Linked DNA regions of Mus musculus: region 2 is linked to region 1. A link is a contact called in public HiChIP or PLAC-seq data. All regions are on one chromosome and are shown on one strand. The core of a region is the stretch at or near the end of the contact, and the rest is flanking DNA. Distances in the headings are between cores, read along the strand shown. Region 1 has its middle 37 kb from the start of 2010016I18Rik. Region 2 holds the start of Dennd2d (DENN/MADD domain containing 2D).

Region 1 (7,463 bases), core at 3,143-5,642:
GTGTAATCACCATGCCTGACCTAAAACTGTACTACAGAGCAATTGTGATAAAATCCACATGGTACTGGTATAGCAACAGACAATTAGACCAATGGAATAGAATTGAAGACCCAGAAATGAACCCACACACCTATGGTCACTTGATCTTTGACAAGGGAGCTAAAACCATCCAGTGGAAAAAAAACAGCGTTTTCAACAAATGCTGCTGGCACAACTGGCAGTTATCATGCAGAAGAATGTGAATTGATCCATTCCTATCTCCTTGTACTAAGGTCAAATCTAAGTGGATCAAGGAACTCCACATAAAACCAGAGACACTGAAACTTATAGAGGAGAAAGTGGGGAAAACCCTCGAAGATATGGGCACATGAGAAAAATTCCTGAATAGAACAGCTATGGCTTGTACTGTGAGACCAAGAATAGACAAATGGGACCTCATCAATTTACAAAGCATCTGTAAGGCAAAAGATACAGTCAATAAGACCAAAAGGCCACCATCAGATTGGGAAAGGATCTTTATCAATCCTAAATCAAATAGGGGACTAATATCCAATATATATAAAGAACTCAAGAAGGTGGACTCCAGAAAATCAAATAATCCCATTAAAAAATGGGGTTCAGAGCAAAACAAAGAATTCTCACCTGAGGAATACCGAATGGCTGAGAAGCACCTGAAAAAATGTTCAACATCCTTAATCATCAGGGAAATGCAATTCAAAACAACTCTGAGATTCCACCTCACACCAGTCAGAATGGCTAAGATCAAAAATTCAGGTGACAGCAGATGCTGGCCAGATGTGGAGAAAGAGGAGCACTCCTCCATTTTTGGTGGGATTGCAAGCTTGTACAACCACTCTGGAAATCAGTCTGGCGGTTCCTCAGAAAATTGGACATAGTACTACTGCAGGATCCCGCAATACCTCTCCTGGGCATATATCCAGAAGATGTTCCAACTGGTAATAAGGACACATGCTCCACTATGTTCATAGCAGCCTTATTTATAATAGCCAGAAGCTGGAAAGAACCGTGATGTTCCTCAACAGAGGAATGGATACAGAAAATGTGGTACATTTACACAATGGAGTTCTACTCAGCTATTAAAAAGAATGAATTTATGAAATTCCTAGGCAAATGGATGGACCTTGAGGGCATCATTCTGAGTGAGGTAACCCAATCACAAAAGAACTCACATGATATGTACTCAGTGATGAGTGCATATTAGCCCAGAAACTTAGAATACCCAAGATACAATTTGCAAAACACATGAAACTCAAGAAGAAAGAAGATTAAAGTGTGGACACTTCACCCCTTCTTAACATTTGGAACAGAACACCCCTGGAAGGATTTACAGAGACAAAGTTTGGAGCTGAGATGAAAGGATGGACCACCCAGAGACTGCCCCACCCGGGGATCCATCGCAGAATCAGCCACCAAAAGCAGGCACTATTGCATATTCCATCAAGATTTTGCTGAAAGGACTCTGATATAGCTGTCTCTTGTGAGGCTATGACAGTGCCTGGCAAACACAAAAGTGGATGCTCACAGTCAACTGTTGGATGGAACACTGGGCCCCCAATGGGGGATCTAGAGAGACTACCCAAGGAGCTGAAGGGGTCTGCAACTCCATAGGTGGAACAACAATATGAACTAACCAGTACCCCCAGAGCTCATGTCCCTAGCTGCATATGTAGCAGAAGATGGTCTAGTCGGCCATCATTGAGTAGAGAGACCCCTTGGTCTTGCAAACTTTATTTGCCCCAGTACAGGGGAAAACAAGTGCCAGCAATTAGGAGTGGGTGCCTAGGGAAGCAGGGGGGGGGGATAATAGGGGACTTTCCGGATAGCATTTGAAATGCAAATAAAGAAAATACCTAATAAAAATTGGGAAAAAAAAGAAAAAATAGCCTATCTTTTTAAAGTCCAAAGTATTTAAATGTTGAAGTCTCCCTGTGACATCAAAAATAAATTAAACACTTCCTTATTTCAAGAGGGATGAATCAGGCATAGTCACACTCAAATCGTAGCAAAATCATACTTCAAAAGTGTAAATAACTCAAGGTCCAATGTCTGGGATTCAGTCATGATTGTCTCGGCTCCTCCAATGGGCTTGGGTCAACTCTCTAGTTCTGTTCTCTCCAACACACATAGATTGTCTTCTAGACTCCAATTGGCTCCATTCCATAACTGTTGCCCTTCTCTGTGATCATTCCATGGTACTGTCATCTCCAAATTGCTGGAAAATTCTGATACCACTAAAATACACCTTCATCAATAGCCTCTCAATGGCTCATTTCATGGTTCCAAGCCTCAATTTCTCTGCATGACCACTTCCATCCTGGGACTTCAACTGCAGCTGGGGCTGCAACTTCAACAAACTACCCCAGAATACGAAATGTCACTGTCACTGTCACTTCAAAACTTCTCCCATATGGCTCCTACTCTATCCAACATTGCCTGTCTGGCTGCTAGTTCCTAGATTAGATGTATTTTATTTTTAATTTCATATAGTTGTATCAAATACAGAGGATGCCTGAAATGGACTAGGAAGGGGCACTGCCATTTCCTGTGATCTCTAAATAATAGATCCAGGCTAGGGCTGTTCTATTTAGATACTGATCCTTAGATCGCAATATTTAAATGAGACCTGTGAGTCTGACAACAAGGTTTGGCCATCACACTCATCCCATGTTGAGAGGCATCAATACTTATGAAATATTTTTGTCTCAGACAAAATTATGAAATATAACATTTTATAATTGGGTACTGATAGCTTCATTATTCTACTATTTACCCAAACTAAAATGTATTATGATACCAGGATATATAACACCTGTTAGCAACTAATTTTGTTAGAATAGTTGACAGAAACTCCAAGAACTGTCCTACCCAAAATCTTTTATAATGAACCCACTGGAGCCTGGAGTTTCCCCAGATTCCCATCAATATCAAGTAGAGTCTTGTGGGAAGAGTTGTTTCAAGGTACCTTCTATCAGTGTGTGCACATTTAATCTCTATAAATTCTCATTGACTAAGAAATGTTAAAATGTTCACAACAAAAAAAAATTTTAGAAATCACTTTTAAGAGAAAAAAGACCTGACCAGAGATCTAAGACCCCCTTATCTGCATTTTGAAACAGAACCTAAAGTTAAAAACCCCTATAACTTTGCTTGAACTTGGCATTCTTTGTCAGTCTGAACTGAGATCTTCTTGTCTTTTGGTGGGTATTTCCAACGATGCTGAAAAAGATCATTCTAGTATATCACATGTATCACTGTGGATGGACACATATAAACACACACTTGCTAGCATGTTTTTGAGGGCATTTGTCTTGGTATTTTAACTAGGTGACCAGATCCAATCTCAGGAAACTAAAGTCATCAGTGATCTCTCTACCATTTTCTGACAGGATGCTTTGCTATGTTGGTACATGAAGACTAGAGTAACAGCACCATCTTGTGGTCAGTGATGGGCAGTTCAATGCCATGTACTGTCCTAAGATTATTTCCCAACTTCTTTCTTAGCAGGGGTTAAGTTAATAGGACACATACCCCTACAGGAGCACTTGAGAGCCTTGTTAAAGTAAACTCCAGAGTAAGTATTAAAATGGCCTCTTCCCAGTGCAAGGACTATAAATTTAAAGACAGGCATTTGAAGACAGGTGAGACCTTCAAGACTTTACTAAACCTAGAGAACATGAAAGATGTAGTCATAGTGAAGAACCAGGAAGAAAAAATAACCTGAACTTCAGGGCATCCCCTACCCTCATACTCACCTTGTCTGTGAACTCTTTCTGCATAAAAAGTTACTGACAAATCTAAACTAAAATCTCTTGTACAGTGTGTACATACCTAGATGGTTACAAGGTTGTGTAATGGTAGATTTTAATCTCTTCCCTTCCACTAAGTGGAAAGTGAAACCAAGACTATTTGTTGGTCCTTCATCCTCAATCCAGTGTCTTTTGGGCATGGGCTTCAAACAAAACACCAGAGTCTGACATGCAGAGTGGGGCAAACCTATAGATCTTGAGCCTAGGAGCAAAGACAGGAAGATGAAAAGCTCTAGGCTTGTCTATTCTACCCAAGCAACAGCTTACCTATAAAAAGATTAAAGAGAAGAAAGAAAAGAAAGACCTCAGGAGGTCATTAAGTGTGTAAGTACAAGAACAAATAAATGATCATCTGTGCCCTTTTTATTGGCCTCAATACACACAACAGATCAGCTGCTGGCCATGAACTAACGAACTAATGGAAGAATGGGTGATTTACTGGAAGCCCGGGTACAGTGGTTGGTTTTGAACTGAAGGATGTTCATGAACATTTGCCTGTGTTGAGTCACCCATATGGAGAACTTTGTTTAAACACAGGATGTGGGCTGAGATCGTCTTCCTGTCTATGTTTTGGGGTGGAGGATTGGCACTGAATGTGTCTTTGATCTCCTCCTAATGTTTGATGAGGGAGGGGCTTGAGATCTTCAAAACTGAGAGTTGAGGGAGAAAGTGAGAGAGGAGGATGTAAGCACCAGTCAGTCATGGGGCAAAACCTCTGGGGACTCATGCTATAGAAGACAGGATGGACACTGACAGGATCTGAGGTGATCGTTCCTCATTCTCTACGGTGCTGTCCAAACTTAGTTACAACACAGAGTGTATCAAGTTCTTGTGAATTGGGCATAATAAGAGTAACTCCATATTGATTTCCAAAGTGATTGTACAAGTTTTCACTCTTACTAGCAATGGAGGAGTTGTCCCCTTGCTCCACATCCTCACCATCATGAGCTGCCACTTGAGTTTTTGGCCTTAGTCATTCTGATAGGTATAAGATGGAATTTCAGAGTCACTTTGATTTACATTTCCCTGATGGCTAAGGATGTTATATATTTCTTTAAATGCTTCTTTCCCATTAGAGATTCTTCTGTTGCTAATTTTCTATTTGGCTCTGTACCCCATTTTAATTGGATTTCCTGGGTTTTGATGTCTAGTTTCTTGAGGTTTTCTTAATAAATATTTTGGAAATTAGCCCTCTGTCAGATGTAGGATTGGTGAAGATATTTTTCCCAGTCTATAGGCTGCCATTCATCCTTACTGATGGCATCTTTTGCCTTACAGAAACTTTTCAGTTTCAAGAGATCACATTTATTAATTGCCAATCTTAGTCTTCTGTTCAGAAATTGTCTCCTGTGCCAATGCATTTAAGGTTAGTCCCCAATTACTCTTTACTCAGATTCAGTGTATCTGGTTTTATGTTGAAGTCTTTGAGCCACTTGGACTTAAGTTTTCTGTAGGGTTAAAGATATTGATCTATTTACATTCTTCTACATACCAACATCCAGTTCGACCAGCAGCATTTATTTCTTTATTCCATTGTATTATTTTGACTTCTTTGTTATAAATCAGTTGTCCATGGGTGTGTGAAGTCCATCTGGGAATTCAATTCAATCCCATTGATCAATCTGTGTTTTTATGCCAAAACCATGTGCTTTTTTATTACTATAGGTCTGTAGTAGAGCTTCTTCACAGCAGCTTTCTGTGTAAGAGCTGGAAATAGGAAAGCACCCTCAACTAAAGAATGGATTTTAAAAAGTGTGGTACATTCACACAATGGGATATTACTCAGCTGTTAAAAACAATGATGTAGTGAAATTTGCAGGCAAATGTATGGAACTAGAAAAAAATTCATCCTGACTCAGAACAACAAACATGGTATGTACTCACTTATAAGTTGATATTAGCTGTAAAGGATAACCATGTTATAATTTACAGACTGGGAGGTTCTAAGTGACAAGAGGGTTCAAGGGGAGATGCATGAACTCCTTTGGAAGGGAAAATAAAATAGACATTGAGGGTGGAAGCAGGGACAGAAATTGGAAAGATAAAGTGGGGAGAACATGGAAGAAGAGAGTCCTGGGAGAGATAACTGGGATTGGGGGAATCTTGGGGACAAGCTAGGAACCTTAAAGCAATGGAAACTCCCAGAATGTACAAGTGTGATTCTAGTTAAGACTCCTAGCCATGGGGGATACTGAGCCTAAACTGGTCATCTCTAGTAACCAGGCAATACTCTCAGCAGAGGGACCGAGATACCAACCCAGTCAGAAAACTTTTGACATACAATTTGTCCTGACTACAAGTTTTACTTGGATAAATATTGCACAGAAATTGTGGCAGTGACCAAAGACTGGTCCAACTTGAGATCCATGCCAGAAAAGGGATTCTCACCCCCTGACACTGTATGGATTCCAGGATCCAGGCACCTAGGATAGAAACAAACATGATTGGGAGAAAAAGTCAACAAAATGATATTCTGCTACACTCATAGATTGGTACCTAGTCCAACTGTCATTAGAGAGGATTCATTCAGAAACTGGTGAAAACAGACCCACAACCAAACATTTGACAAAGCTTGAGAATCCTGCAAAGGAAGAGGAAGAAGGATTGTAAGAGCCAGGGGAGTCAAGAACGCCACAAGAAACCCCATAGAATCAACTAATCTGAGCTCATAGAGACTCACAGAGACTGAACTGACAATCATAGAGTCTGCGTGGGACTGACCTTGGCCCTCTGCATATATGTTACAACTGTGTAGCTCGGTATTCTTGTGGACTCTTAACAGAAGGAGCAGGGGATGTCTCTGACTGTTTTGCTGGCTTTTGGGACCCTTTTCCTCATTCTGGGTTGCCTCATCCAGCCTTGATATGAGGGGAAATTGCTAGTATTATTGCAGGTTGGTATGCCATGTATGGTTGATATCCATGGAAGGCCTGCCCTTTTCTGAAGAGAAACAAAGGAGAAGTAAATGGGGAGAGTGAGACAGAAGGGAGGTGGGATTGGAAACTGGGAGGAGAGGAGAGGAGAAGAGAGGAGAGGAGAGGAGAGGAGAGGAGAGGAGAGGAGAGGAGAGGAGAGGAGAGGAGAGGAGAGGAGAGGAGAGGAGAGGAGAAAGGGGAAACCAGTCACAATGTGGTAGTAGTAGTAGTAGTAGTAGTAGTAGTAGTAGTAGTAGTAGTAATGAAAAATTAAAATGTTTTTCCCCATGGGGCAACTTGGAAGTATTAAATGTGACAATGCGTGAAAAATACTTGATATATTACTGAGCTCAAACCACACACAGAATAAGTATATATTGTTTTCAATTTATTTTTTGAATATTCTTTCTTATTTTCTATCACACTGAAAAGGCAGGAAAGCCAAGTAGAATGGGTCACTCCTATAATTCCAGGACTCTTTGGAGGTTGAGGCAGAAGGACGAGAAGTTCAAGGTCAGTAACACTTAGGGTTACATAATAAGTTCAACACCAATCTGGGATATATGAGATCTTGTCTCAGATTTTAAGAGGAAAAGACAAAGTGGGGGAACATGTTTTTCAAGGAGTTAAAACCTCTGTTATCAATGCTTCACATCTAAAGTGTTACAGTCCTTTCCTTTAACCTAGATTCAGGTATACTGGACTGCTCTATAGCTATCAC
Region 2 (7,463 bases), core at 1,533-4,032, 36 kb after region 1:
ATTAGATGTGCCATCCGTTTCCTTTCTCCTTATCTGGAGCACTGGGACTTGGAAGAAGGGCAATTAGGATTCATTAATGTATCCATTCATTCAACAAACATCTGTTGCTGTTTATGTCTGGCCAGTGCTATGGCTGAGCTGTCACCCTCGGGTTTGTTCAGACAGAGCCCATGCTTCTGGAAAAAAAAAAAAAAAAAAAAAAAACCAGTTTGTAAGAGTCATTCCCAGAGAGCTCGCCTCTTCCTGAATTTGCAAGTGAAGATATCAGTGGCCCCCTCTCATAAGAGGCCTCAGAGCTGAGGTCGGTACTTCCTTCTCGTAACTGTAGGGACTTGTGACTGCTCTGCTCTTTGTACCTTCTCGCTTCTACCACACTCTTCCAGCCTGGTCGTTATGGCATATGCCTCTTCTACCTGCGTGCCAGGGAGAGGGCAGCAATGGCTGGAGCAGTATGTTGGGAGGAGATAAGTCCTCTTTTTGCTACAGAGTTCTGGCTTGGTTTTCTTGGGCTTCCTGGACCTGAGTAATCTGCTACTGAATGGCTAGGGTCTGCTTCCTAGGGCTCAGAGGACACATTTCAGTTGTTCTCCACCTTACCCTCACAGCAGCATATGGCTAGCAATGGTACCTGGAGGATCTTCCTTGTGGTGGAGGAACAGGAAGGCAGGCATTCTATATGTACCTGGTCACAACTTTAGCACCTGTCAGGTCATATGGGTGTGACTCTTTCATCTTTCTTACTGTCCTCTTGCTTCCTGGGGGATTTCCCCTTCTGGTTCACTGGCTCAGGCTGTTTTGTCTTAGAGATGTGTGTGTGTGTGTGTGTGTGTGTGTGTGTGTGTGTGTGTAAAACACTGGTAGGGAAGACTGTTACGGTGATTCTGGGTTGCTAGCAGTTCAGCAAAGAACACACAACAGCTTTTCAGATCAAGGTTCCCTAAAGTCCCCTCTCTTCCTTCAGGTGGTTGTGGGAGGGGCTTCCTGTTGGAGGAACAAGTATAACCAGACGCCTGACTTCCCTAGAGGAGTGGCTCCTCCCTCAATTAAAATTGAGGATAATAATCCATTCCAGGGCATCCGGGTCAAGTGAGGTGCCTTCTACTATAGAGGAGTTTGATGCATATTGATCCTTCTCGTGCTTTTCTGTGAGAACCCCTTTTGAAAGGGGGAGAAGGAGAAAACACTCTGTTGGATCTTGAGCCTCAGCCCAAAGGTCTTAGTTACTTTTCATTGGTCTGGGATTTCTGACATTGCTGGTCCCTTGTTTCTCCTGATAAAGCAGGAGGAAATGGAGTGAAAAGCCAGCCCCAAGGACTGAGGAAAAGACATTTCCTGAGCTTCTGGGATGACCAGGAAGATGACTCTGGCCCCCCAAGCCATTTGCTCGCCACCCATCCCACTCCACCCACTACCTCTTCCTACCGGGAGATGTTTACTGTGTAATACACCAGAAGGCCTGAGCCTGGATTTGGAACTTTTTATGACGTTCACTTTGTACAGATCCTGTTCATTTTCAATTGCCTCCGAGTGACTTAATGCCTCGGTTTTCCTTTCTGTACTAGGCATGCTCTTGCTCCGTAAGGCAACCAGTAAAGATTATGCAACATGTCTATACAGGCTACAAGTAAGACACAAGTACTTTCTGTGGTGTCTTGCTTCCCCGTTCTCAAGATCCCAACTCTCATCATCTGTACTATGATTGCTGCTTCCGCCACAAGTCAATGTTGGGTTTCTGAGTCCTGCATTTTACCAGTGCCACAGTTTCAGTGCTCTTAGGAGTAGGGTGACAGCCTTCCTTCTTACCATAGCAACACACTCCCTCCCAGAGGGCTGCTAATTCTTTGCAGGAGTGGCAGACACAGGCACCAGATCCTTTTACTTCTTCCCTCCCCATTAAGTTACTTCTGGGCAAAGTCTCCTTCCTCTTATCCTGTACATTTCCTTATTCAGGACTTTCTGTTTAATAACCCAGGGTATCAGCGACTACTTTTCTCCTCTTCCTCAATCTCTAGACATAGTACTGGGCCTGCTGTTTAGCTTGTCCTGGCCCAACCAGAGGAAAGGCTGAGCAGGGGTAGGGGAGGGGTGAAGATGCTCTGTACCCCTACAGCTGCTGATGCAACTAGGCTCCTACTCTAAGCTGGGGACGATTTCCCGAGTCATTGCTTCCTTTTAGTAAAGATGGTGAGAGAAAGGATTCTTCCGGAACCCTGGAATAGTGAGAGAGATTTATGCCTTAGATCAGGAAAGATTGCCAGGGAGGAGTGGGTGAAGTAATCACCTTCACAGCTATTCTGTATATCTGGGCCTCTCAGAGGTGGGCCTCTCCTGTTACAAGTTATTAGTACATTTAGAGAATGAGTGGGCAAGTCTACTTATCTGAATCAGGGCAATCTGGCATCTTGGCTGCAAGAAGTGTTCAGTCCTGGGTTCCTGAAGATCCTTGATGTTTTAGATTCGCCAGTTGGCCTGGTGGGACTTTGCAGCTCCCGACGATTGCTTGAAAAGGTGATCGTGAGCAGTGGAGGATGAGGGATGTAAAATACCTGTGCTGTGCCCCACGAGGCACTGGAGTCCATAGTCTGATCTTCACAGGCATCCCTCGCTGCCTGGGTTTGTAAATAAACTCACCACATGGTCTGCAAGCACTGGAATTGAAAGCCCTTGGCCCAGAAGCAGCTGTGCCTTGAGATGTTTGCTCATGACCTTTTCTGTTACCACACCCTGGGGCTCTTGGGAGGAGCCAAGAGCTGAGTTGTAGTGCCAGGATGCTGCTTCTGTCAGTGCCCACACTAAGCTGCCTCGTGGGTCCTTTCACATCCTTCTTGCTCAATTACGGAGTACACAGGATGGAAACTGCTCTCTGCCTTTGGGAGACAGCGTGTGGCTCAGCTCAATAAAGTTGTGATTGGAGACCAAGGCAGAAGGCACTTTCTCAGGCTTTCTGTGGCCAGCCTGAAGGAGAAAGAACATCCATGCCCCCAAAGCTCAGAATGATGGAAGGACAAGGGGTAGGCCGAACCCTCAGGCTGCTCCGAAATCGCTTGCCACGACTTCGAGCAGGTCAGAACTGGATTGCCTACTTCCTTTTTCGGATGATCTTTTTATGGGCTGATTCCTGCTGTAGTGATCCTCTTTTTCCTTTATATGCTCAAACCCACATGGCCCCCATGTGGTCAAGCCAGGAGGATTGCCTTATCAGTTTGCAGAGCTAGTCCCGTCTGTTGCAGAGGTCTTGCTATAATTACCAAAAAATGCCCTATGGGTCTACTCTGATTATTTAGTGCAAATTTACTCAGGGCTCACAAAATACCCAGAACTGTTGCATCAGGCAGACTATACAGTGTCAGGCATCAGGCCTCCAAGAACCTCCACAGCATGGCATGGCTCCTCGGTTCTACATCAGTGTTTTCTTTTCTTCCTGTGTCACTCCACAGTTTCAAGTTTCCCAGGGCAGGTATGGAAATTGCCCCCTTGGCTCTGATCCTGCCTGGTGGTGCCTGGTCAGGCTTGGCACTGTAGCCTTGAGGCATGGTTGTTGCCCAGATTCTCGCTCGCACTACAGAATGGAGGAGTGGAAAGAATACTCAAGAGACCCTTGCATCTCCATTTTAGGACAATCCCAGAACAATCCTGGGGAAGCTGTCACAGAGCCAGAAAGGATCCAGGAGCATTCTCCATCTAGCTTTGCTGGAGGCCAGCACTTCTTTGAATACCTTCTTGTTGTTTCTTTAAAGAAAAAGCGTTTAGGGGATGACTATGAGCCCACGATCACTTACCAGTTTCCCAAGGTAAGGATGGAGGGAGAAGTGGGGCCTGAGGATGGAGGTGGGAGGACGAAGGTGTGTTTAAAAGGTAATAGAGGAGTTCTATGTCTTACCACGCTGCCTGGGCTCTAGCCCTGAGCTCACTGCTCTAGTTTCCTTTGTAGCCCAGCCCTAGTTTTCTGTAATCACCCAGAGAATCTAGGTCTGACTGCTTTGTGAAGGACTGACTGAAACTCTGGAGCAGGGAAACAATGCTCTTGCCCCTGTGGGAAACCTTCAGTTCTTCCAAATTCCACCTCAGTCACCTTTTCCTACAGGAAAACTCAGCTTCTGCTGGAACTACTAAGAAGGGATGGCCTTCCTGGTTGTGTGGTAGAGAATCAAGCAGGCCCCCGACTCAAGCACAGCCTAAGATCAGTCTCCCAAAGTATTAGATCTCTTCTTGCCTGATCATGCACTGGGTGAGGCGTAATGTCCCCTTCTTACCAGCCTCTCTTGTTAGAAGGTTTAGCAACTGGAAGGGTTGCTTCTTTTCTATGATGTGGTTTCTCTCTGATGCCACCCTCTCAGGAGGTTGGTCCAGCTGACCTTTCTAATCTTCTTTTTGAATATGTAAATCCTCAGGATACTGAATTCCAACCCAAGGTTACATTGATGTGGCCCAGAACAAATTGCTTTCTCTTTGAGGTTCTTCCAGCTAGACTTAGAGTTCAGACTGTATGGTACCAACCAAAGGCACCTTTGTACCCCATGTTGGTCAGAAAGAAGGCTGACAGGCTTCTGACCTCTGCTTCTTTGCCTAAATTCCACTGTCTTTTCCTGACAGAGGGAGAACCTGCTCCGAGGTCAGCAGGAGGAGGAGGACCGGTTGCTCAGTGCCATCCCTTTGTTCTGCTTCCCTGATGGAAATGAGTGGGCACCACTCACAGAGTATCCCAGGTAACCACTCAGCCTGCAGGAAAGGGTATCAGATTTGGATAGAAGGGCAAATGCGTGGCTCTTGTCCCCTCACCTGGTATGAATGCTGAGTTTTTGCCAGGGAAATATTTTGCTTGGGATCCTTTAGACAAATGATTGAAGCTGTGACTTGACTTTCTCTCTGAAGACTTTAAAGAGTCTCTTACCTCTTCCTAGAAGAAGAAATTGCCTTTTAAAAATGTTTTTATTTATTTATCTTTTTCTACTCTGGACTGGAGAGAAAGACTTTGGCCTCTACAATAAGGAAATGGTTCTTGCTTGCATCATGAACACTGGAAGCAGACCAGGACTTCAATTTTTAGATAAGAAGTAACCTCAGAGCCTTACTTACCTGGTCCTTAAAGTGGTGATAATAATTGAACCTTCTTCAGAAATGTTTAGTTGAGTCTCGAATGAGGCGATGCATTAGAGCTTGACACCATCAAGTGCTTAGTAAGTGACTGCTGTGATTATCCCCATGATTAATCAGCAGCTCCCCTTTGTCTTCCTCTCCCCTCCTCTGAAGCTGACTTCACTCTTGTTTTAGGATCCAGTGAGCAAATGAACACCATTGGTCTGCTCTCTCTTAGGGAGACCTTCTCATTTGTCCTGACCAATGTGGATGGGAGCAGGAAGATCGGATACTGCAGGCGCCTCCTGGTTGGTGCAATTCAGAACCGCCCCTTCCTCTCCAAGGCTGGGCTTGCCAAAGACACGGCTACAAAAGCTTAGGCTTGGTGGGAATGGTGCATGTAGGGAGAATACACATCAGCATGTGCCGCCATGTTAGTGTCCCTTCAGGAATCCCACAAGAACAAGGACGTGCTGCCCCTCTCCTCTGCTACCACAAGGCTCTGGCCTGTGTCCTCCCAGCTTAACAATTCTACACACAGGAAGAGGTTCCAGTTGGACCCTCTTACTGTAGTCTTCTGCACCCAGGCCTGCTTGTCTTGTTCCATGGAGCCTCCCAGACACTCTGAGATTTGAATGATAAGGTTTAATTCTTGGCTTTCAGGACAAGGACTCTCTAGACACCTTTATAGCCCTTTCCTCTTTAGACATTTCCTCATGGCTAAGACAAACTTGGTTTTGTTCTCACTGAACTTAAGCTCATGTTGGCCATGAGTCAGTGTTTACCGTTGGGTTACTAGCCCCAGAAGGCTGCCACTATCACCTTTTTCCTGCTTCTCCTCCCCCCTCTTCTCTCTCTTCCTCCTCATCTCAGCACATACCCATTGTATAAACAAATAGGCTTCATAGTTGGGTTTTTTTATGTGTGATCATGTATTTTATGTGTGACCATGCCCACCACACCAGTTCCTTTTCTCTTCCCAAACATTCATCTCTCTAATTTCATGTTTTTAATCCTTTTCCTTTATTATTTTAAAAGTGTATGAGTGTTTGACTGCATGTATGCAAGTGCACTGTGTGCATGCCTGTTGCCCATGGAGGACAGAATAGGGAGCTAGATTCTCTGGAACTGAGTTAGTTACAAATGGTGGCAAGCTGCAGTGTAGGTGCTGAGACCCAAGCCTGGGTCTTCTGCAAATGCAGCAAATGGTCTTAACCATTGAGTCATCTCTCTAACCCTCCTGTACCCCCCCCCTTTTTTTTTAGACAGGGTTTCTCTGTATAGCCCTGGCTGTCCTGGAACTCACTTTGTAGACCAGGCTGGCCTCGAATTCAGAAATCCGCCTGCCTCTGCCTCCCGAGTGCTGGAATTAAAGGCGTGTGCCACCTTATTTTATTTTTAATTATGTCTGTGTGTGTGTGTGTGTGTGTGTGTGTGTGTGTGTGTGTGGTATATGTGTAAATGTGTGTGCATACCTTATGAGGTCAAAGGAGGGACATCCCCTTCGCTGGAATAAAAGACTTCAGTGAGCCATCCATGTGGGTGCTGGGAGCTGAATTTGGATCCTATGGGAGAGCAATATGTGCCCATCACCACTGGGGCACATCTCCAGCCTCTCATGTCTTTTGTTTATGTCTTCTTTTCTAAAATCCAAATCCTGCATATGAGATAGAAAATACATTCTGTGCCTAGTTTCTTTTGCCAACTGTATCCATTTGTCATAATTTCATTCCTCTTATTAGCTGAATAATACTCCATTTTGTTTATATTACACACCATCCTTTTCTTTTCAATTGTTAAAAGACATTTGGACTGGTTGCACAATATGGCAGTTGTAAACTAACCATCATCTTTTGACTTTGGTGGCTGTTTTAATCCTTCTGCTGTTCGTTTCATGAACTAATCCCATTTGTAGCACTCTACCTTTTGTCCCATTAGTCTCAAGTGGGAGAAACCCTTGTGGAGGGTGCAGCCCTAAAGGAAATTCTTGTCCCTCCCCAGCCTGCCGGTCCTGGTCCTCAACTTCCCAAAGTGTACTGCATCATCAGCTGCATCGGCTGCTTCGGCTTGTTCTCCAAGGTAGGGCTAGGACAAAATTCCTTGGAGCCTGTTAGGCAGGCCTGTTCAGCTCTCTTGCTTGCCTGGCAGCTTGCCTTGCAACTTGAGCTCTTGGTAGAGTGCCTTCCCGATAGCCCAGCCAGCATCAAGTATATTGGGTAAAATGGAGACAGGAGGGACCTGGGCTCAACCCTATTTCAAGGAAATCTAGAAGGCTGTTTCTCCTGAAGAAAGAGCTATTGTCCATCCTTCCTCTTATCTTCCTGATTGCTATGAGGCTCAGATGAGGTATAACATGTGGAAATTTTTCACACAAGAGAATGAAACCC

The links. HiChIP or PLAC-seq counts read pairs in DNA pulled down with a chosen protein or histone mark.
Region 2: a contact with region 1 is called in a CTCF HiChIP or PLAC-seq map of CD8 T cells, with 43 read pairs. The contact joins the promoter of Dennd2d here to the enhancer-like site in region 1. A contact is called at or near these places in 1 of 39 promoter capture datasets (macrophages), 1 of 15 datasets of contacts at CTCF or cohesin (CD8 T cells), 13 of 484 Hi-C or Micro-C datasets (CD4 T cells, CD4 single positive thymocytes, CD8 T cells and 6 more), 11 of 115 datasets of contacts at active chromatin or transcription factors (CD4 T cells, CD8 T cells, the SCID.adh cell line and 6 more) and 2 of 9 other capture datasets (adipose tissue and liver).

What each region holds. Positions count from the first base shown.
Region 1 is chr3:106,445,304-106,452,766 of GRCm38.p6, forward strand. No RefSeq gene overlaps it. Among named protein-coding and RNA genes, the nearest start is that of 2010016I18Rik, 37 kb to the right of the region's middle. Within about 2 kb of position 4,393, at least 70 of the 459 cell types and tissues checked have an H3K27ac peak or open chromatin away from gene starts, as enhancers often do. A contact at or near this core is called in CD4 single positive thymocytes, CD8 T cells, the SCID.adh cell line and 8 more, where this site is marked.
Region 2 is chr3:106,483,258-106,490,720 of GRCm38.p6, forward strand. It overlaps Dennd2d (DENN/MADD domain containing 2D), which reads left to right and starts at 2,783. Exons shown (of 12, transcript NM_028110.2): 1 at 2,783-3,063; 2 at 3,616-3,791; 3 at 4,594-4,706; 4 at 5,315-5,384; 5 at 7,078-7,155. The coding sequence starts at 2,976. It overlaps 2010016I18Rik (RIKEN cDNA 2010016I18 gene), which reads right to left and starts at 2,656. Exons shown (of 2, transcript NR_033207.1): 1 at 2,547-2,656; 2 at 1-176.